Regions from separate parts of the Capra hircus genome. Here region 1 is linked to region 2. The links are chromatin contacts, called in public Hi-C maps. All regions are on one chromosome and are shown on one strand. The core of a region is the stretch at or near the end of the contact, and the rest is flanking DNA. Distances in the headings are between cores, read along the strand shown.

The links. Hi-C and Micro-C count contacts between places; a contact is called where the count stands out from the background.
Region 1: a Hi-C map of liver shows a contact between it and region 2, with 6 times the contacts expected there. The contact joins two enhancer-like sites. A contact is called at or near these places in 2 of 5 Hi-C or Micro-C datasets (blood and liver).

What each region holds. Positions count from the first base shown.
Region 1 is chr22:6,850,237-6,854,314 of ARS1.2, forward strand. No RefSeq gene overlaps it. Among named protein-coding and RNA genes, the nearest start is that of CMTM6, 7.5 kb to the left of the region's middle. Within about 2 kb of position 1,430, at least 2 of the 5 cell types and tissues checked have an H3K27ac peak or open chromatin away from gene starts, as enhancers often do.
Region 2 is chr22:6,776,967-6,781,117 of ARS1.2, forward strand. No RefSeq gene overlaps it. Among named protein-coding and RNA genes, the nearest start is that of CMTM7, 58 kb to the left of the region's middle. Within about 2 kb of position 2,140, at least 1 of the 5 cell types and tissues checked has an H3K27ac peak or open chromatin away from gene starts, as enhancers often do.

The DNA of each region.
Region 1 (4,078 bases), core at 180-2,679, 73 kb after region 2:
AGGAGGTTCTTTACAAACCAAGAATAAAGCTAGTTGATGATCTAGCCACCCCAGTCCTGGACCTACCATCAGAGAAACACAGAATCTGAAAAGGCGCACCAACATTCAGTGCGGCCCTGTGTACAACATCCAAGACACGGGAGCCACCAGTGTCCACTGACAGAGGAACCGCAGAAGAGGGCGCACCACATGTACCGAGGCGGCGATGGCAGCCCACTCCAGTGCTCTCGCCTGGAGAATCCCAGGGACAGGGGAGCCTGGTGGGCTGCAGTCCGTGGGGTCGCTGAGAGTCAGGCACAACTGAGCGACTTCACTTTCACATTTCCTTTCATGCATTAGAGAAGGCAATGGCAGCCCACTCCAGTGCTCTCGCCTGGAGAATCCCAGGGACGGGGGAGCCTGGTGGGCTGCAGTCCGTGGGGTCGCACAGAGTCGGACACGATGGAAGCGACTTAGCAGTAGCAGCAGCTACATATATACAGTGGGATACTGGCCATAAAAAAACAGATCAAGTGATGCCATCAGCAGCCACATGAATGGACCTAGACAAGATCATACTTAGTGAAGTAAGTCAAACTGAGAAAGACAAGCATCATATGAGATCACCTACATTCGGAATCTAAAAATTGATACAAATGAATTAATTTATACGAGAAAAAGACTCACAGAGTTAGAAAACAAATGCATAATTCTCAAAGGGGAAATCAGGGGCGGGAGGGATGAGTTAGGAGGTTAGGGTTAACAGATACACTGTCCTATATACAGAAGAGATAATCAAGAAAGACCTACTGTATAGGACAGGGAACTCAACTGAACTCTCCTGTAATAACCTATATGGGAAACGGATCCAAAAATCGAGACAGCTACATGTGTGCACAAGTGAGTCAGCCGGCAGTGGCCCTAAAACAAACACAGCACTGTAGATCGACTCCACCTCATGTAAAAGAAAAACTAAGTCAAGCAGAGCCAGCCACACTCCCCACAGGCCTCAGGGACCCAGGTGGGCGTCACATCCCTGGGGCCGAGCAGGCCTGCGTCTGGAGGACTCTCATGGGACTGACGGAGGATGTGCAAGCAAATGAGCCCCCTTGGACCTGTACTGCCGCTCCCCTCTTGATGGGACCACAATCTCGAGAGCCAGGCAGGCCCACAAAAAGCCACAGGAAGCCTACTTCACCCAAAGATCTGCGGATCCTCCTGGGCTGGAAGAGCTTCGTAAAGTCACCTGGTCTCCCCTCCTCCTCGCGTCTTGGTACTGGGCTCCCACCTCCACCCTCCGTCCTGAGTCCCCACACCTACAGACCACAGCACCCTTGGCAGAGCGGTGTTGCAAGGCCTGGCATTTCTCCATGGGGTGAAAGGTAACAGGGAAGGAGGAATGACACACAGGTCCCTGAGCCTTTCTTCTCTCGCATTCCGCTCTCCTGGGCAACCCGGGAACGCGACTTTCCCAAGCGTCTGGCTGCCCAGGTAACCAGATCTGTATGTGGGAAAGTGCTGCCGCCTCGTGGCCCTTTCCTGTAACAACACTTTAAAACCTGCAGCTCATGGGCACTTCCTATTCAACCCTGGGAGGCTGGAATCGGCACCCACTCTCAAGAAATGTCCTGCAGTAGGTCTTGGAAGAATAATGCAAAACAGGGCTGACTTTCAAGAAGCCAATTTCAACAGGCAAATTTCATTCACACAGTCTGAAAAGAAAAGTAGTGGAAAAGAGAACCCACTGGCTATTAACGTCCTGTGCTTAGTCGCCCAGTTGTCTCCGACTCTTTGCAACTCTGCGGACTGTCCCCCACCAGGCTCCTCTGTCTGTGGGGAGTCTCCAGGCCAGAGTACTGCAGTGGGAAGCCATGCCCTCCTTACGGCTGTTAACAGAGAAACGAAAATGAAAACCACAAGGCCAGGCCTTCCCTGGCGGCTCAGGGGTAAAGAATCCACCTTCCAATGCAGGAGACATGGGTTCAGTTTCTGACCTGGGAGGGAATGACACCCACATGCCACGGAACTCAGCCCGTGAGCCACAACTACCGAGCCTGCGTGCCTCAACTACTGAAGCCCGTGCACCCCAGAGCCCGTGCTCTGCAACGAGAGAGGCACTACAATGAGAAGCCCGTGCACCACAACCAGAAAGCAGCCTCCGCTCTCCACAGCTGGAGGAAAGCCCTCGCAGCAACGAAGACCCACAACAGCCAAAAATAAGTACATTTTTTAAAAAGAGCTGCAAAGATGCATCACCTCACGTCAGTCCCAATGGTCATCAGTGAAGCATCTAAAACCATCAAAAGTGGAGACAGCGTGGAGCAAAGGGAACCCTCCGATGCTGCTGCAGGGATGTAAGCTGGCAACAGCCACTATGGAGAGACCTGCGAAGGCCCCTCAAGACCTAAAAAAATCCCAGCATATGATCCAGCAACCCCACACCCGCACATACATCCAGAGGAGACTGCAATTTTGAAAGATACATGCGCCCCACTGTTCACTGCTGCACTATTTACAGCAGCCAAGACATGGAGGCAGCCTAGATGGCCATCAACGGACGAACGGACACACACACACACACACACACACACACACACACACACACACACACACACGCAGCCTAGACGCCCATCAACGGACGAACGGACACACACACACACAGACACAGACACACACACAGACAGACACACAGGCAGCCTAGATGCCCATCGACAGATGAACGGACACACACACACACACACACACACACACAGGCAGCCCAGATGCCCATCGACAGATGAACGGACACACACACACACACACACACACACACACACAGACACACACACAGAGGCAGCCCAGATGCCCATCGACAGATGAACGGACACACACACACAGACACACACACACACACACACACACACACACACACACACAGGCAGCCCAGATGCCCATCGACGGACAAACGGACACACACACACACAGACACACACACACACACACACATAGGCAGCCTAGATGCCCATTGACAGACGAACACACACACACACACACACACACACACACACACACACACACAGGAATATTACTCAGCCATAAAAAAGGAACGAATATGAGTCAGTTCCAGTGAGTTAGATGAATCTAGAGCCTGTTACTGGAGAAGGCAATAGCAGCAGCAGCAGAGCCTGTTATACAGAGTGAAGCAAGTTAGAAAGAGAAAAACAAATATCATCTATTAATGCGTATATACAACATCTAGAAGATGATACTAATGAACTATCTGCAGCAACAGAGATGCTGACAGAGAACAGACTTGTGCACACACTGCAGGAAGGAGAAGTGAAGTGAAGTCGCTCAGCCGTGTCCAACTCTTTGCAACCCCATGGATTGTAGCCTACCAGGCTCCTCCCTCCATGGGATTCTCCAGGCAAGAGTACTGGAGTGGGTTGCCATTTCCTCCTCCAGGGGGTCTTCCCAACCCAGGGAGCATGGGATGAATTGAGAGAACAACACTGAGACACATATATACACACATGTATAACCATATGCAAAACAGCCAGAAAGTGGGAACCTGCAGTCTGACACAGGGAGCTCAACCCTGTGCCCTGTGACAACCTAGAGGGACAGGATAGGGGAGGGGAGGGAGGCTTTAGTGGGAGGGAATATATGTATAATTAAGACTGATCTGTGCTGTTGTACAGCTGAAACCATCACCATTGCAAAGCAATTTTCCTCCAATTAAAACAAAAACAAAAACTAGCCTAGAGGCTAAGCAAATCATATCGTCAATCTCATTTCATTTACACCAGCAGAGGGCTGCAACAGCCAAGGAATGCTGCTGCTGCTGCTAAGTCGCTTCAGTCGTGTCTGACTCTAGGGGGACTCTGTGTGACCCCCTAGATGGCAGCCCACCAGGCTCCCCCGTCCCTGGGATTCTCCAGGCAAGAGTACTGGAGTGGGTTGCCATTTCCTTCTTCAGTGCATGAAGTTGAAAAGTGAAAGTGAAGTTGCTCAGCAGTGCTCAGACCCCAGGGACTGCAGCCCAACAGGCTCCTCTGTCCATAGCACTGCCTTTTTCTAGGGCTTCCGCATGCCTGTACATGCACTTAATTCCTCCATG
Region 2 (4,151 bases), core at 890-3,389:
CGTCTTGTTTTCTAGATTTTGCATCATCTTTACTCTCACTATTCTGAATTCTTTTTCAGAGACTCCCTGTCTCCTCCTCTTTTGTTTGGTGTGGTGGGCATTTATCATGTTCCTTTACCTGCTGAGTGTTTCTCTGCCTTTTCATTTTGTTTAGATTGCTGTGTTTGGAGTGGCCTTTCTGTAGGCTGGAAGTTGTGGTTCCTCTTTATTACGGAGCTTGCTCCCTGTGGGTGGGGTTGGATGAGTGGCTTGTCAAGGTTTCCTGGTTAGGGGAGCTTGCATCTGTGTTCTGGTGGGTGTAGCTGGATCTCTTCTCTCTGGAGTGCAGTGAAGTGTCCAGTAGTGAATTTTGGGGTGTCTATGGGTTTGACATGGCTTTGGGCAGCTTGTATTTTAATGCTCAGGGGTGTGTTCCTGTGTTGCTGGAGAATTAGCATGGTATGTCTTGCTCTGGAACTTGTTTGCCCTTGGGTGGAGCTTGGTTTCAGTGTAGGTATGGAGGCTTTTGGATGAGCTATTGTTGATTAATGTTCCCTGGAGTCAGGAGTTTTCTGGAGTTCTCAAGTTTTGGATTTAGGCCTCCTGCCTCTGGCTTTCAGTCTTATTCTTACAATAGCCTCAAGACTTCTCCATCCATACAGCACAGATGGTAAAACATCTAGGTTAATGATGAAAAGTTTCTCCACAGTGAGGGACACCCAGAGAGATTCTCAGAGTTACATGGAGAAGAGAAGAGGGAGGAAGGAGATAGAGGTGACCAGGAGGAGAAGAGGAGCAATCAGTTCCCTAAGTGTTCTCTACAGCCCGGAACACCCAGAGAGATTCACAGACTTAAGTAGAGAAGAGAAGGAGGAGGAAGGAGATAGAGGTGACCAGGAGGAGAAGAGGAGCAATCAGTTCCCTAAGTGTTCTCTACAGCCCGGAACACCCAGAGAGATTCACAGACTTAAGTAGAGAAGAGAAGGAGGAGGGAGGAGATAGAGGTGACCTAGGGGAGAAAAAGGAGAGTCAAAAGGGGGAGAGGGCAATCAAGCCAGTAATCACACTCCTAAGGAAAAATGGGTACTGAAGACTGGATTCTTAAAGGTACAAAATTGATAACAAATACCAAAAAGCAAAGATTAAAAATCTAGGGTAGAGGTTAGACTCTCAAAAATACAATATTAAAAAAACAAAACAAAATGACAAAAATTATAAAATATATATATGAATATTGCTTTAAAAATAGGGTCTTTTTTGCAAGGTAATAGTAGGTTATAAAAATGAAAATTAAAGGAGTAATAGAGGACTTAACATTTAAAAAAATGATAATAGTAAATATATATTTAGGAATTTCTCTGGAGCTGTTGCAGGCAGTATGGGGTCAGTTCAGTTTCAGATAGTTCCTTGTTCCAGCTTATAGGTCTCAAGATCTACAGGCCCCTTCCAAAGTAGTCGGTGCTAACGACAGGGTTTTAATCTGTTGCACCTGTCACTTCAAAGTGGTTCCCTCCGTTTATTTTGGCTTCTTCTGTTTGTTGGTCTCTTAGTGTCTAATTTCTGCCCTGACACAAGGGGGCGGTGGTGGTCACTTATTTAGGCTCACTGTCGTGCTGTGGGGAGGGAGGAACACTCCAAACTTGCCGGGAGTGCTCACAGTGTCTCGGCCACACTGGGTTTGCCTGTGTGCTTTCCCGGTCTACACTGCTCAGGCTCCAGGTTGCTCTGCAGGGCAACTGTCTAAAGTGGGCCCTGAGTTGCATGCACTTCCCAGGTCTAAGCTGCTCAGGTTCAGGTTCTCGGATACTCCACAAAGGCGCAGACTCGGTTGGGCCTGCGTTTTGTGCCCTTCCCAGGTCCGAGCAGCTCAGGTGACCAGGTGCTTGGCGAGTGCACTCTCCCCAGGTGGGGGTGCGTCTTATCGCCTCCCCATCGCCTCCCCCATCCCAGCCCCTCGGTTTCCTGGGTGGCAGTGGGAGGGCTTCCAGTGGGAGCCCTGTCTCAGGCGTGCCCTGTGTCTCCTCTGGGGAGCCTATCTCTGGCTGTGACCCTCCTGGCGGATGTCAGCCATCCAGGGTTGCAGGAAGACTTGGTTAGCAACTGGAGCCTGCTCACAGTTTGGTAGAGGATGCCCCTTTTCCGCTCCAGCTGCCCCCGCACACCCGGACGCCCCCGCCCCCGCCTCCCTGTCTCCAGCGGGGGATGGGCCGGTCTGCAGCCGGCCAGCTCTCCTGGTATTTGCTCAGTGCTTTGTTCTGTGAGCCAGCCAGCAGTGTCTTAGGTTAGGGGTTTTCACGGGATAGTTCTCTCTTTTTTCTCTCTCTGGCTATCCCACAGTTTGGGTTGCTATCTCACGTTCAGTTCAGTTCAGTCGCTCAGTCGTGTCCAACTCTGTGACCCCATGAATCGCAGCATGCCAGGCCTCCCTGTCCATCGCCAACTCCCGGAGTTCAGTCAGACTCACGTCCATCGAGTCCGTGATGCCATCCAGCCATCTCATCCTCTGTCGTCCCCTTCTCCTCCTGCCCCCAATCCCTCCCAGCATCAGAGTCTTTTTTCACCTCTTCGCATGAGGTGGCCAAAGTACTGGAGTTTCAGCTTCAGCCTCATTCCTTCCAAAGAAATCCCAGGGCTGATCTCCTTCAGAATGGACTGGTTGGATCTCCTTGCAGTCCAAGGGACTCTCAAGAGTCTTCTCCAACACCACAGTTCAAAAGCATCAATTCAAAAAAAAAAAAAAAGCATCAATTCTTCGGCGCTCAGCTTTCTTCACAGTCCACCTCTCACATCCATACATGACCACTGGAAAAACCATAGCCTTGACTAGACGGCCCTTTGTTGGCCACGTACTGTCTCTGCTTTTGAGTATGCTGTCTAGGTTGGTCATGTTAGCTCCCTCAGGTTGCCCTCAGGGCGCTCAGTCCCTGTCCTTACCCTAAGCAATGCAGCCCGTGCCTCCATGTTCGGCCCCGCTTGCTGGTGGCAGATGCGGGCGTCTGGGGCTACTTCTCGGCTGGGAGTTGCCGGCAGGCTCATGATCTGTGGGTTTATTTGTTTATCTATCCTCCCAGTTGTGTTGCCCTGAGATTCCTAAACTCCGCAGAGACCCGCCGGTGGGAGGGTTCCCTGGTGTTTGGAAACGTCTCCTGTTTCATGCCTCCCTCCCTGAGAGGGGTGTCTGCCCCTAACTCTTGTCTCACTTTTTACCTTTTGTATTTTGTCCTACCTCCTCTTGAAGACAATGGGCTGCCTCTCTGGGTGCCTGGCGTCCTCTGCCAGCGTTCAGAAGTTGTTTTGTGGAATTTGCTCAGCGTTCAAATGTTCTTTCGATGAATTCGTAGGGGAGAAAGTGGTCTCCCCGACCTATTCCTCCGCCATCTTAGGACTGCCCCCCTCTATAACAATGTTTTTATAGTCCTTGATTTTTAATAAAATTTTACTTGGTATTAGCAAGGGATAGTAAAATAGCCCCAGGAAGTCAGCAGCAGATCCATGCATACCCATAAAGCTGGTAGATGGCAAAAGGCAGCATGGTCTGTTACAGGAGCAGAGCCGCTCACTGAAACAATCGAGGAGTAGGTATCAGATACTCACCCCACTCAGAAAAATCAGGGAGGACCAAAGTACTACGTAAGGGGAAAATCCTTAAGTATTTTAGAAGATAGAGAACATCTCTGACCTTGACGTAACTACAGAACCAAAGTTAAAATATATTTCGCAGAATAGGAGAAGATATGTCCAAGGCGTGTTACAAAGGGTCATATCTATAAAATGTCAAGAACTCTCAGGATGGACCTGTACACACTGCTATTTTAAAAATAGATAACCAACAAGGACCTACTGTATAGCCCAGGGGACTCTGCTCAGTATTATGAAACAACCTGAATGGGAAAAGAATTTGTGAGAGAATAGATACATGTGTAACTGAATTACTTTGCTGTGCACCTGAAACTAACACATTGTTAATCGCCTTTACTCCAATATAAAATAGTTTTGGGGGTTTTTTTAAAGAACTTTCTAGACTTTGCTGGTGGTCCAGTGGTTAAGACTCTGCCCTCCCAATGTAGGGAGTGCAGGTTCGATTCCTGATAAGGGAATCAAGATTCCACGGACGATAACAATAAAAGAACTCTCAAATGAGGAAGAAACAACTCAATATTAAAAAAAGGCGG